Linked DNA regions of Mus musculus: region 1 is linked to region 2. The links are chromatin contacts, called in public HiChIP or PLAC-seq maps. All regions are on one chromosome and are shown on one strand. Each heading gives the region's core, a stretch centred on a gene start, on an enhancer-like site or on the middle of the called end of the contact. The rest is flanking DNA. Distances are from core to core; before and after follow the strand shown.

Region 1 (6,850 bases), core at 873-3,372, 2.0 Mb before region 2:
AGTACAGAAGCGGTCCACACGGGTTTGATGAAAAGCCCACGTAGCACAGCAAACCCAGCAGCCATGATGGTATTAAACAATCATGCAGGCCAGGCCTGTGATTCCTCCGGAGTGGAGGCAGGGAGATCAGAAGTTCATCTCTGGACTCAGCTACATACTACATGATCTCTTAAAACAAACAAACAAAAATACCAAAGCAAAGTGAAAAATCAGCTGGAGTAGTGGTACACACTTTCAACCCCAGCACTTGGGAGGCGGGCAGATCTCTGTGAGTTTGAGGCTAGCCTGGTCTACATAGTGAATTCTAAGCCAGTCAGGGTTATGCAGTGAGACCCTGTCTCAAAACATAAAATAAAACAAAAACAAACAAACATGAAAAAACAATAATAAACCATATAGTTGCCAAGCTAAGGACTGTGAATTCCATGGAAAGGTCTGGAACACTCTCTCCAAGGAAAAACCGCCTGAACCTCTCCTCAGGCGGGGCTGCCTCACATTTACCAGTTTTTATAAACCGCAACTATGTAATATTTCAATTAACAAAAGTAGTACTGGGCAGTGGTGGTGCATGCCTTTAATCCTAGCACCTGGGAGACAGAGGCAGGTGGATTTCTGAGTTCGAGGCCAGCCTGGTCTACAGAGTGAGTTCCAGGACAGCCAGGGCTACACAGAGAAACCCTGTCTTGAAAAACCAAAAAACAAACAAACAAAAGTTGTACTGAACTATGTGTGGTGGCACACAGGCAGGAGGATCTCTGTGAATTCAAGGCCATCCTGGTCTACAGAGCAAATTCCTGGACAGCCAAGGCTACACAGAGAAACCCTGTCTCAAAACAAAAAGTACTGAAAAAAAAATTAAAGCACTCTAGGCCAAGGGAGGTCCTTTATCAGACTAGGAAGATATAAGACTGCAGCCGCCTTAGAAAGGCCTCAAGGGCAAGGCCAACAGAGACAAGCCCAATAGACTCAGGCTAGGTGGGAGGAAGTGGGGCACTGAAGAGCAGCTCTCTACCTGAGCAGGTCCATACCCAGCAGGGCTTCCCCCTGCCCCACAGGCTCTTTGGTCCACACTGCTTCGTTTCCAATGCAGACACCAAGCTCGTTGGCCCCCATCTCAGCTCCCCACAGCCAAGAGGGGCGGCTCAGAATCACAGCGTGTGTCTTCCCCACCTGTTCCACCTCGATATAGGTACACTGGAGGTAAAGAAGAGAGAGGAAGAATTCAGTGAAAAAAAAAAAAAGACCCAGAACTTACACTGCCCGGACCCTTTGTCAGCCACTTTAAATGGCCCTGAGAAAGGTCTTATTCTCAGGTCACACATAAGTAAACCGAGTTAGCAGAAGCTAACTCCACTCAAGGGTCCAGGTTGGTGGACTGGAACTCCGTACTCGTTCCACTCCATCTGCTCCCGTCCCAGGAGCAAGAAAACGAAGGTCTGGGAATAACGTCTCAACCTTCCAGCTCCTTCTAAGTCCTAACCCACCTGAAGCCGGCTCCCAGGGACGTGAGTGCCTGCTGGTATAAACACCACCTCCTGCACCTCATCTCGGGGCCGGTCTGAGTTCTTTGCAAAGATTACAGCTGGGATGGCTGAGGCCGGGGGCACAGAGACAAAACAGTCGCAGGAACAAGGGGCATCGGGGCTCGACGACGCCATCTGCGAAGAAGTGGAGATGTTCATGTCCCTCAAACCTCTCCACAGTCTTGGCCACCGGTGGGGTGCAGGGCACTCTCCTCCCCACGTGTGCACTCTGAGAAGCCTGACGCTCTGGGACAACAGCACTGTTGTCAAAGCGTGGTGTGCACTAACAATGCACTTGGCTTGGAGTCAGGCGACAGAGCAAACTCTGCAAGTTAAGAGCGTCTGTTTTGGAGTCCTAGCCCTTCCAGGCTGACTTACAGGGTAGTTTCTAGGCACTAAAGCTGGCTCCAAGAATCCCACGCTCCTGCGCATGCCCACATTCACGCGCCTCTTCCGTCCACCCCTTTCCAAGTCCTCAGTGCCTCGGTCTCTCACCCTCTCTGCATCCAAGACCCCCAGGCTCGGTTCCGGGCGCCACTTCCTCCTCTTCAGGTCAGATCTGTTCCCCTGGACCCAGGTTCTCTGGTAGGTGACCTGGAAGGCCTTTGTCCCCGGGGGCGGGGCCGGCACCGGCACAGGACACCTGCAATGTCACCGTCTTCCACGAGGGTGCGCGCTAGCTAGCACCACTTCTTAGAGCTGAGAGACCTTTCAAATCCTGCTTAAGAGTCCCGGGCTTTCTCTACAGCCTTATCAGATAAGAGTCATTAACAGGAGGTGGAGCTGAAGGAGAAAAGAAGCCCTAGTGAAAAGAAAGAATGCATAAAGTAGCCAACACTGCTGGGAGTTCTAGAGATTAAGGGAAAACTTTCACTACCTGCTTCCTGACTTGAATTTCATAAATTACGGTATTGTTTATTTTATTACTGTTTTTGTGTTTTGTTTTTTAGAGACAGGGTTTCTTTGTGTAGCTCTGGTTGTCATGAAACTTGCTCTGTAGAATAGCTTAACCTCAAACTCACAGAGATCCGCCTGCCTCTGCCTCCCAAGTGCTGGGATTAAAGGCGTGCACCACCACCGCCTGGCACTTATTTTACTAATTTTTAAAATTTGTATTTTTATAGGCTAGAGAGATAACTGGGTGCTTCAAAGCTGCCGTTGAGGAGAACATGGGTTCGAGTATCAGCTCACAGCTGTTTGTAATTCGTTTCAGTGAACCTGATGCTCTCTCTGGTCTCCATGGACTCCAGACACACATGTGATGCTCAGGCAGGCACACATACAGGCAAAACATCAAAACGCATAAAATAAGTTTTTTTTCTAAATTTTGTAAATATGTGTGTGGGGATTACATGTAGGGGAAGGCATGTGCCCACAGAAGCCAGAAGAGGGTGATCTATCCCTTGAAGCTGAAATCACAGATGGTTGTGAGCTGCCTGGCATGGGTGGTGGGAACCAAACTCAGGTCTTCTGCAAGATCAATCGTCACTCTGAACTTCTGAACCATCCTTCTGGTCCCTTTTTTATTTTTTTTATTAAAGATTTATTTATTGTATATGAGTACACTGTAGCTGTCTTCAGACACAGCAGAAGAGGACATCGGATCTCATTACAGATGGTTGTGAGCCACCATATGGTTGCTGGGATTTGAACTCAGGACCTCTGGGAGAACAGTTGGTGCTCTTAACGTTGAGCCATCTCTCCAGCCTCCCCTTTTTTATTTTCAACCTTAGATGCCATATCTTTTGAGCTGTGCACCTCGTTTTGTTGTCATTGTTGTACATATTTTACAACTTTGAGAGACTATCTGTGTGTATACATACATGTGTGCAAGTGCACACCACCATGTAGGTGTGCCTTTGTGCAGACTAGAGGTCAGCACTGGGTGTCTTCCTCGGTTGTGCTCCATCTTCTTCTCTGAGTCAGGGCCTCGGATGAAGGCCGAATCTTGTTGATTCTGCTTTGGTGGCTGGCCGGCCGGCCTGCGAGCTCAGAGAGCCTCCTGTCTCCACCTCCACAGGGCTGGCATTATAGTTCCCGTGTTGGACATGGAACCCAGGCCTTCGTGCTCATGTGGCAGGCCTGAGCCATCTCCCTGACCCCCGTGTACTCCCATGTCACAAGGAGACGTACACAAAACCCGCCTGTCTCCAGAAACCCAAGTTCAGTTCTGCCCACTAGGTGCTGAGAAAGATAACGTTGAGAAGGGGATTTAGGGATTTCTAATTGCCAAGCTGTGCTGCTTCTACCTTCTACGCACAGTGAGGAGGAGATCGGAAAGGAGAGATTTGGGCTCAGAGGGGCATGCAGGGGTGTGGAGCTGGATTCAGACTTCTTATGGTTTTGGTGTTTTCCTCTATGAATCATCTCTGCCATTGGCACTGAAGAGCATGCGCCTCACACACTTATGGTCCCATGACCTCTAGGAATTACTTGTAGGGATTACATGGAATCTGTGATGCCGCTACCATTTTAATTATTGCAATGTATAAGCACAGAAGCATGTGTGTATGTATGTGTGTGTACATGTCTGTGTGCCTGTGTGCTTGTCTGTGTCCATGTGTGCTCATATGTGTGTGTCCATGTGCACATGAGTGTGTGTGTGTGTGTGTGTACGAGCATGTGTGCATGTGCTCTTGTGCACATGTGTGCACATTTTTCCATTTCTTTTTAAAATGTTTTTAATTTAATTTTTTTTTTTTTTTATGTTATGAAATCCGCCTGCTTCTGCCTCCGAAGTGCTGGGATCAAAGGCGTGCGCCACCACCCCTCAGAGAGTCTTCCATTTCTTTAATCAGTTTTTCAGAATCTGGTCTGAGGATGTAGCTCAGTTGGGGTGCTTGCCTAACACGTTTGAGTGCTGTATTCAAACCTAGGCATCGCGTAAACACAGTGTGGTGGAGAACACCTGTAATTCCAGGAGGCAGAAGGATCAGAAGTCCTTGAGCAGCCTTGGTTAATAGGGAGTTCAATGCCGGCCTGGGCAGGCATCTCTGAACCAAAATAAACTTGAATTTTCAGGTACAGGTTTTCCCTCTCTGAGTCCTTAGAACTGTGTGTGTGTGTGTGTGTGTGTGTGTGTGTGTGTGTGTGTGTTGTAAAGGGCATTGCTTTCTGATTTGTCTTTTTTAATATTTGATGTCTCCTCTCTCTGTGTTTTTCAAGACTGGGTTTCTCTGTGAAGCCCTGGATATCCTGAACTCACTCTGTAGACCAGACTGGCTTGGTACTCAGAGATCTGAGTGTCTCTGCCTGTCTTCCAAGTGCTAGGACTAAAGGCTTTTGCCACCACTGCCTGGCTAGAAATATTTCTCAAGAGCTAGAGAGGCAGCTCATTAGTTAAGAGCGCTTGCTCTTGCAGAAGAGCAGTGTTGGGTTCCCAGCTCCTCGACCAGGTAGTTCACATAGTCCAGGAACTCCATCTCCAGGGGATCCAACGCCTTCTTCTGGCCTCAGTGGGCACTTGCAGTTTCCTTGTACACATATTACTAAATAAAAAGAAATCTTTAGAAAAATAAAATAAACAACACAGCTGAGTAACTTAAATTATTCACATGGCTCCCGGCTTGTGGCTGCCCATTCTGCCTCACTAAGGTCGCATCTTTGGAGTTAAAATCAGTATAGAGCTGATGTTCTCCTTAATCTTCAGACACCACAGTCACCTGTAGCTCCAGTTCCAGGGTTTTGATGCCCTCTTCTAGTCTCTAAGGGCACTACACACTCGTAGTGAACATACATACATACATACTTGCAGGCAAAACATTCGTACTCATTAAATTTTTTTTAAAGAAATACTTCTTATTGTTTCCTGTTGACTCTGTTCTGATTAGTTCTAATGGTCCTTTGGTGGATTTTGTAAGATACTTTTAAAACCTTCATTGAGCAGGGCGGTGGTGGCGCACGCCTTTAATCCCAGCACTTGGGAGGCAGAGGCAGGCGGATTTCTGAGTTCGAGGCCAGCCTGGTCTACAAAGTGAGTTTCAGGACAGCCAGGGCTATACAGAGAAACCCTGTCTCGAAAAAAATCCAAACCAAAAAAAACAAAAAAACAAAAACAAAAACAAAAAACCTTCATTGCTAGTATGCTCATCTATAAGGGTGTATAGGATTAATGGTCACGTAAGTGCTGCTTCGGGGTGTGTTCTGGAGGAGGGGTGCGAGGTGCTATTGGATGCCATCCCACCTCAAACCTCAGCTGAAGCTGTAGCTACCCACAGATCCTCTGAGGCGCCCTGCGGAGAAAGCAGGTTCCTCTTCTGCACTTCCTCAGATGTCCGCTGGGGGGCAGGATAGGCCGAGGAAGGAGGCAGCCGGAAGAGCAGGCGGAGCCGAAGGAGGCGGTGGCTGCAACCCCAGGCTGCTATCCGTCAAGTTTCCACTTTTGACTTCATTCACCCGCCCTAGAGGCATTCTACTTTACTTCTCTGGTAAGGATAGGACTCAGAGAAGTCGTCCAGAGGGTCAATCCAAACATGATGATTTCCCTCCCTCCCAGCCTCTCCCGTACAATGGGATCCTGCTGGGGTGCCACTTCTGAGGGGTCAGAGGTGTCTCCGAGCTCCTTCAGGGGCCCAGGCCAGCCAGGCTGCATTGCAGAGGATCAGGCATGCATCAGAGCCCCACCAAAGGCCCCTGCTAAGAATGCAGGTCAGCTGGAGGAGTTGCAAGGGGAGGAGGGAGGGCCCGGGCCCTGCCCAGACAAGCCCAGCCGGCCCTACAGCTGCCCTCCTGTCCCCGGAGGCAGATGTGGGAAAAGGAGGGGACTCACTAGGTTTCTGGGGTCTAATTCCCCCAGAACCAGGAAAACAAAAGAGGCGCCCTGCAGGAGAGCCTCGGGCAGGCCGTCGCAGGTAAACAGGATTCTGAACTGTTAAATTCAGCAACCGATGGAAACAGGCTCCCCCTCTCCCGTCACCCCTACCAGTCTAGGTTTTCTCCACGGCCCCTAAATCGTCCTGATGCCCCTTTCCAAGTTTCCCTGAAAACTCTAGGCCCCCAAATTTCTCAGACGGATGATGGGATGGGCCATCCTGAGAGCCAGATTTGGCAGGAGAAATTGGGTTAGGGGTCATAAGGGATAGGAACGCCAAGATGAGCAAACAATAGATTCAAAGAAAAGCCAGTTAAAGGTAGTGTAGTGCGTGCGCAGTGACCAACCTTATCCTACATAGACGAGAAAACAAAACGAATTCCCTGTCACCTTCCACGCACCGGTCCTCTGGAGTCATGAGACTTTCTCTCACTGACATGAATAAGGCACCAACAGTGGATGGGCATTTCCAGTCTCTCTGAAGATAGTGAGTCCCGTGAGGGTGCGTCTGTGCACC
Region 2 (6,889 bases), core at 3,329-5,828:
GGGCTCCACGGCTAAGTCTACTGCTAGACACAGAGTCACACAGAACTTACCAAAAACTTCATCCACAGGTTCTCGGAGCTTTGAGGAAGCCATGACTCAAGAGAGCTGGGAAGGACAGAGAGAGAGAGAGAAAGAGAGAGAGAGATTATCTTGGATAAATGGCTCCAGTTGGCTGTGGCAGTAAAGAGTCAATAGCTTTTAGCTTCCTGCCCACCCACTGTCCTCTTTCTCTGGCCCTTGGAAGAGAAGCCCGTGGGGGCAGAGGCAGGAGACAGAATCCGGAAAGCCATAGATAGCAAAGCCAATCAAGCCATAGCCAGCTTCTGTGAGCTGGGACCAGCTACATCAGTCCCTGCATTGCATAAGGCCCTCCAATCACTAGCATTTCCTAAAAGCCTCCATCATCACTAAGTATCCCGCATCAATCTAGAAGTCATGGAAACGATTAAATCCAGATCTCTCATTTTACACAGAAACGGAAGAGGGAGTGGATGGCCCAAGATCTCGAGGCAATTTATGGCAAATCCAGATTTAAAACCCAGGCTCTTGCATCCATTTACCTACCAACCTTTTTTATCTACCTGCTTGTCCTCCCTCCACCCTCCCTCCCACTGTGTACCCTACCGATCCAACATCTATTATGTCCATGTCTCTACCCATCTTTGTATCTATCAGTTCTTCCTCAGTTGCCAGGGCCCTCACCACCTGCTGTTTTGAACTATTCAGGAAGCCAGCATCACCAGCAGGTCCACAGAACCACAGAACCACAGTCTCCACAGTTTGTTGTTGTTGTTGTTGTTGTTCTTCTTCTTCTTCTTTCTCTTCCTCTTCCTCTTCCTCTTCCTCTTCCTCTTCCTCTTCCTCTTCCTCTTCCTCTTCCTCTTCCTCTTCCTCTTCCTCTTCTTCTTCTTCTTCTTCTTCTTCTTCTTCTTCTTCTTCTTCTTCTTCTTCTTCTTCTTCTTCTTCTTCTTCTTCTTCTTCTTCTTCTTCTTCTTTTGAGACAGGGTTTCTCTGTATAGCCCTGGCTGTCCTGAAACTCACTCTGTAGATCAGGCTGGCCTTGAACCCAGAAATCCACCTGCCTCTGCCTCCCAAGTGCTGGGATTAAAGGCATGCACCACCACGCCCAGCTAGTCCCCACAGTTCTTGACTTGCAGATGGATCGAGACATTAAGTTTCCACAGCAGAACATCTCTAAAGCATTCTGGGAAGGAATGTAGATGGGCAGAGTTGTAATGTTTAGGTTTGGGCATTTGGTTTGGTTTGTGGTTGGAATCAAAGAAGAGCAGGCAGGTAAGGAAGGGAAGCAGGGGGAATGCATCAGAAACACCGTAGGCAGGCAGGCAGGCTTCTTAGCAGGATAGAAGCCTGATACAGAAGACAACCTAGGGTAGGGAGCCGCTGAATGGCTGAGACACAATCTCCAGTTACTTCTAATACGATGGTTCCTGGGAGAAGGGCAGGGCACTGGACCAGACCACGTGCCCTTTAGCTCTCCTTTCGCTGCACAGACATTTCTCTGTGAGCTGCTAGGCTTATTAGCATCTTGGTATCCCCACTTTACAGGTGTGAACATTAATATGCAAGAGCTCAGAGGTAGATGCTGACATTGACCCCTGTCTCCTGTTTCTCAGCTCTATCCAGAATGCATGATCTGCAGTTCTGGCGCTGCTCATGAGGAAAGGGTACTCTCAGGGGAGGGCTGGGGTAAAGGGAGGGGGGATCTGGTTTGCACCGGCTGGGATTAAGGCAAGCATTAAAACCACCTCCACTAGGCTAGAGGGATGCTTGGAGCTGAGCCAAACAATGCCATACAGGAGAGGTCCAGGATGTCTCAGCAAGGGACCCCTTTGCTGTTTTTGAACTCTGGGGACTAACAGCCCCCTGAATATCTAGAATATTCTCTCCAGGCCTGAGAGGCCAGATTAAGGTAGGTCGGTCCTCAACATAAACAGTGTCTCATCATTGGATTGCAAAACTTTCTCTGATTAGGATCCAGCTGTCCCTTCTCCAGATCCCTGTCCTAGGATGCCGCCCCTATTTGTCTAAAGCTACTCCAATTCTGAGAAATGAAGACCTTGTCGTTTCTTTACTGGTTTCCTATGTGGGTTTTATCTCTCCCTGACAGATGAGCCATGTGCCCTCCCTTCAGACTGGAGACTCAGGATAGTAGCTGCTTCTCCTATCAGAGTGGCTGCTCTCTACAGACAGTGGTGACACCTCCTCTCTTAAACAGAGCAGGCCAGCCTGCGTTCTTTCCTGATGGTCCCAATCCAGTGATGAGAGCCTGTGCACTAAGGCCTATTTTAGGCCCCCTTGGGTAGACTGGGGCCTCCAGCTCAGCCTTTCAGCCCATCCTGATTCAGCACAAACTGCTTTCTTCATCTCTATCTTTAACAGCCAGCTCCCATAACTGTCAGGGAGCCTTCCCGCTCTGTCCCATGTAAAACTCCATGGATGCATAGTATTCGGGTCACCTGCCCCTGTCACTGAACTCTCTCCTCCCTAAAACACACCCTAGGAAAATTAAATCCCCACCTCACCTCTCTTCCCTCTTTGGCTCACACTCTTACTCAGGAGTGTTAACTACACAAGGATGCAAATGAACCTGTCCCCTTGGACAACCTCTGGGCTCCCTGGTCAACAGACCACTCCCTTCCCCAACAGCTTCCAGTTCCTGGAGGACCATTAGGGACCTCTGACCTTTCTCTGGAAAAAGGAAAGGCAGGTGAGTTCCAAGCTACCTGGAGCCCAAGGGAAGGAGAAAGCCAAACAAAAGGTCTACAACCTGCGGGTGGAACAGAAGGAGGAACTAGCAGATGCAGAGGGAGAGACTGGCAGTGTCCACTGGGAGCTGGGAAGAAAGATCAAGAAAGAACAGACCCAGGAGGCTCAGGGAAAGCAGCTGGGTAGCCCTGACACCCCATCATGGGGTGAGAGAATAGAACAGAATGCCTGCCCCACAAGCAAGAAGGGAGAAGGATCCTGAGTAGGGGAGGGAGAGAGACAGAGAGACAGAGAGACAGAGAGATGGAGTCAGAAAAGAGACACACACACACAGACACACAGACACACAGACACACACACACACACACACAGACACACAGACACACACACACACACACACACACACACACACACACACACACAGAGCCGACAAGTCCCAGAAGTGGTTGACATGCAGGCTGGAGATGGGGGAGGCAGTTGTAGAGCAGCTAAGGAGCCGAGCCCCTCCCAGGCCCCCAGTCTTCAGCCAGCCCCAGGCTTGGAGCTGTCCGCAGGAGTTTGACAGCTCTTCCAAGCGTCCTAGAAAATGGGGTTAATGGACAGTGCACCTACACCTATCATAGAATCCCCTCTCCCCAATCTCAGAGGATAGAACAGTTTCTTCAACCCATAGGTCTAACTGCCAGATAGGAAGGAGTTAAGGCCTCTCCCCCTGCCCCCACACCAGTTTTTCTTATTTCTTTTTCTCTTCATTCTTTCCTCTCCTCTTCTCTTCTCTTCTCTTCTCTTCTCTTCTCTTCTCTTCTCTTCTCTTCTCTTCTCTTCTCTTCTCTTCTCTTCTCTTCTCTTCTCTTCTCTTCTCTTCTCTCTCTCTCTCTCTCTCTCTCTGTCTCTCTCTCTCTCTCTCTCTCTCCCTTTCTCTCCTCTCTCTCTTATTAATTTCCTCAGGCGGGAGAAATGGGATTAGGGACACAAACCCTATTTCTGCTCCCTCCCGACAGCCCAGCTCCCCCCTCCAGTGAGGTCTCCCTAGGGATAGAGAAAGAAAGGCCCTTGTGGCTTAAATCCATTTAGCCCTACTGAGGGTCCCACCTTGAGTCCAGTAGTCGCTAGCCACGCTTCCCCTTCCACCCTAGGGGACCCGGCCCCTCACCTCCAGCATCCGTCATTTTCAGCGTCCGGCGCCCCGGGAACCCCTCAGGCCCATGGTGTTCGGGGCGACTGCCGGGCAGGAGAGGGGCGAAGGACTTTCACCCCGGTCGCGGGGGGCTCCGGGCTGGCTGGAGTCGCTCCATTCCAGGGTGTTGTGGGGGATCGGCGGGGAGAGTCCCGGAAAGAATGGAGAGGCGAGGTGTGTAGGGATGCAGGGAGAAGGTCTGCGGGAAGCAGGAGGCGCGGGCGGGGCTGGACGGGGAAACCTGACGGGAGGATGCTCCGTGTGTGCGTGCGTGTACGTGTATGTGTGTGTGTGTGTGTGTGTGTGTGTGTGTGAGAGAGAGAGAGAGAGAGAGAGAGAGAGAGAGAGAGAGAGAACCTGAACGCCACCTCCCGCCCCGCCCCCGCCAAACCCCGGGGGTCGCGAACCCTCGCGCCACCGGCCGATTTGTGTAGCGTCGCAGTGGCTAGGTCCGTGGGGGGTCGCCCGGGATAAGGCGACGGGGGGGGCGGGGGGGGCGATACGCTTATGGGGAGGCCGAGCGCCCGGGAGACAAAGAACGGTAGGGAAGGAGGGAAGAGGAGGGCGGGCGGGGCGGAAGCAGCTAGGACCGAGGGGAGGAGGCGGCGGGTGCCCGCGGCCGGCCCCGGGATCCCAATTGCCGCTACTTCTCGGACCGCGGGAGTCTCAGCGCTAGGGAGTCTGCGCGCGAATGGCAGGGAAGCGACCAGGGAGGCGGTCCCGCCTTAGGACGCACGGGGCTTTCCATCTCCTCTGCAGGGTCTGTGAGGGCTTCTGATTCTCTTATTCAACAAGCATTTGCCGGGCGAGCGGCCAGCCTGGGGCGCTGAAGCAGAAGGGGACCGCCGTTGAACAGAACAGACGTGGTCCGGTGTAGTCTTGATTCAGCCAAATGGGACTTCCCAAGCCTGAGAACTGTGGGCCCAGGAGCGGGAAAGACTCTTTAAGTTCTGGAGGGGGCGTGCACCCGAGGCACTGGAGAAGGACACAGGGAAGATTCCTAGAGAAGTGTGGCTACTCCTGCTGGCCAAGCTATGGGAGACTTACTCCTGGGCATTGCAGGGTGGATGGACCAGTAGAGAAAATTGAGGTGGGAGGGTTGATACTTCATTCTATTACTTCCTGCCCCGCCCCCCAATAAAAGGTTAACCGAGGAGGAAGGAGTTCCAACATAGATTTTAGAAAGATTCTTTGGGCACCCCAGTGGAGAACGGACTGTAGAGGGCAACCGGAAGTCTGGGCGCTGGCCTCAAGGGATTGTTGAATGATGACAGCAGTGGGCATGAAGATTAAAGATCAGGCTGAGAGCTATTCTGGCTATAGAATTGAAGACACAGACAGGATTTGGAGCCGGCTAGACAAAGAACTGAGAGAGAAGGAGGAGTCTAGGTTGGCTGTGGGTCTTGGCTGGGGGCCTGGCAATTCTGATGCTAGGGGTGGGACGTGGAGTGGATGAGCTCAGACTTGGACTTGGTGAGCCAGAGATGGTGGCAGGTCAGAGGTGGTGGGTGTGATCATCAGCTAGCTACCGAGGAGCAAGGCTCGGGGTATGTCAGGTACTTCTCAGATTCTTTAACTTCACCCTCCCAATAAACCTCTAAGTTAGGGGTTTCTCTTGTCCTCTAAGGTACACAGACCACACACTCACAAAAAGGAAATGACTTGTTTAGGAGTAGGTGGCAACCTTGGAGAGAGCCCAGGACTTAGCGTAGTAGAGTCTGGAGAGATAGAGTACTCCTGATGGCTTGTGGGAATGGGACACTGCCAAGGGCCCGTGGGCAGCAGCATGTTGAGCCAGGAGTTCCTGATAACTGTGAGTAGGAACAGCATCAGTGGGTCTCAGGGCATCCCAGAGCTTGCGGACCTCTGGATAGATGTAGAACCTGCAGAAAGTCTGGCTAGGCTGTAGGTTCACACGGAGGAGATGATGTCTCTGGTGACCGACCACCTGTGCAGATAGACACTCTCTAGGGCAGTGGTCCTCAATCTTCCTGATGCTGCAACCATAAACCATATTTTTGTTGCTATTTCATAACTATAATTTTGCTAGTTGTGAATCATAATGTAAATATGTTTTCAGATGGTCTTAGATGATCCCTGGGAAGCGGGGTCTCAGCCCACAGGTTAAGCACTGTGGCTCTAGGGCCATTATAGGGTGTGTGTGTGTGTGTGTGTGTGTGTGTGTGTGTGTCTTTCAATGCTTGAATGGAATGTTTCTCCTAGTCAGGCCTAAGGTGCTGAGATATGGGGGGAACCCTACCTGAACTCCTCCTCTACAGCACATGCCTGGGTTAAGGCAAATCTAACCTCAGTAGATGATGGTAATGGAGTATTTACTTTGGTTGATGGAATTAATATGACCACAATCTACCCACACCATTTGACAGACCCCCAAATGGACATATTTCATGGGTAAGACACAGCTCAGGCCTGAGAAACTCCCAGAAAAGACACACACAAGATGGTCAGCCATACAACATACTCAATATTTAAACACGAGCTACCATTCAAGCATTCCTTGGAACATCTAGGAAAGGTCCCCTCCATGAGGTAGGCATGGCTCCTACAGACCCTCATTTGTTTCCCCACCCAGGAGGCGCCAGCTGCTTCGTTTCTTGGCGAGGACTCCTGAGCAGCGACCTCTCACCTAGGCATGGTGACCTGGTGACCTGAGTCTTCATGTTTGGGGAAGCTGCTTTCATGGGATTCAGCCACCCCTGGATCTACCTGGATTCCCCAGCCTCCCAATGTTCCAAGGATGATCTGAAGAGAGGAGACACACTGAGAGGCCACCACCATTGCTAGTTTTCTGATGACCTGAAAGTAGGTGTCAGAGCTGGACAGGTCCTGCATGGCCTCCGAGGTGCAGAACCGGTTTTGAGGGTAGATTAACAGGAAGCTATTATTTGGCCTGACAGGAACAAGCTCTGCAATGGAACTAGCTGCTAGGGAGTGGCTCCCCCAGGGGCTTAGTGGCATTCATAT

Evidence for each region. HiChIP or PLAC-seq counts read pairs in DNA pulled down with a chosen protein or histone mark.
Region 1: an H3K4me3 HiChIP or PLAC-seq map of embryonic forebrain shows a contact between it and region 2, with 2.8 times the contacts expected there. The contact joins the promoter of Scrn2 here to the promoter of Samd14 in region 2.

Annotation. Positions count from the first base shown.
Region 1 is chr11:97,025,224-97,032,073 of GRCm38.p6, reverse strand. Scrn2 (secernin 2) reads right to left here and starts at 2,122. Exons shown (of 8, transcript NM_146027.2): 1 at 2,019-2,122; 2 at 1,485-1,658; 3 at 1,013-1,194. The coding sequence starts at 1,658. Gm11532 (predicted gene 11532) reads left to right here and starts at 5,656. Exons shown (of 2, transcript NR_133649.1): 1 at 5,656-6,850.
Region 2 is chr11:95,007,568-95,014,456 of GRCm38.p6, reverse strand. It overlaps Samd14 (sterile alpha motif domain containing 14), which reads right to left and starts at 4,578. Exons shown (of 10, transcript NM_146025.2): 1 at 3,881-4,578; 2 at 51-105. The coding sequence starts at 93. Gm51875 (a long non-coding RNA gene) reads left to right here and starts at 5,123. Exons shown (of 2, transcript XR_003949594.1): 1 at 5,123-5,293; 2 at 6,498-6,889.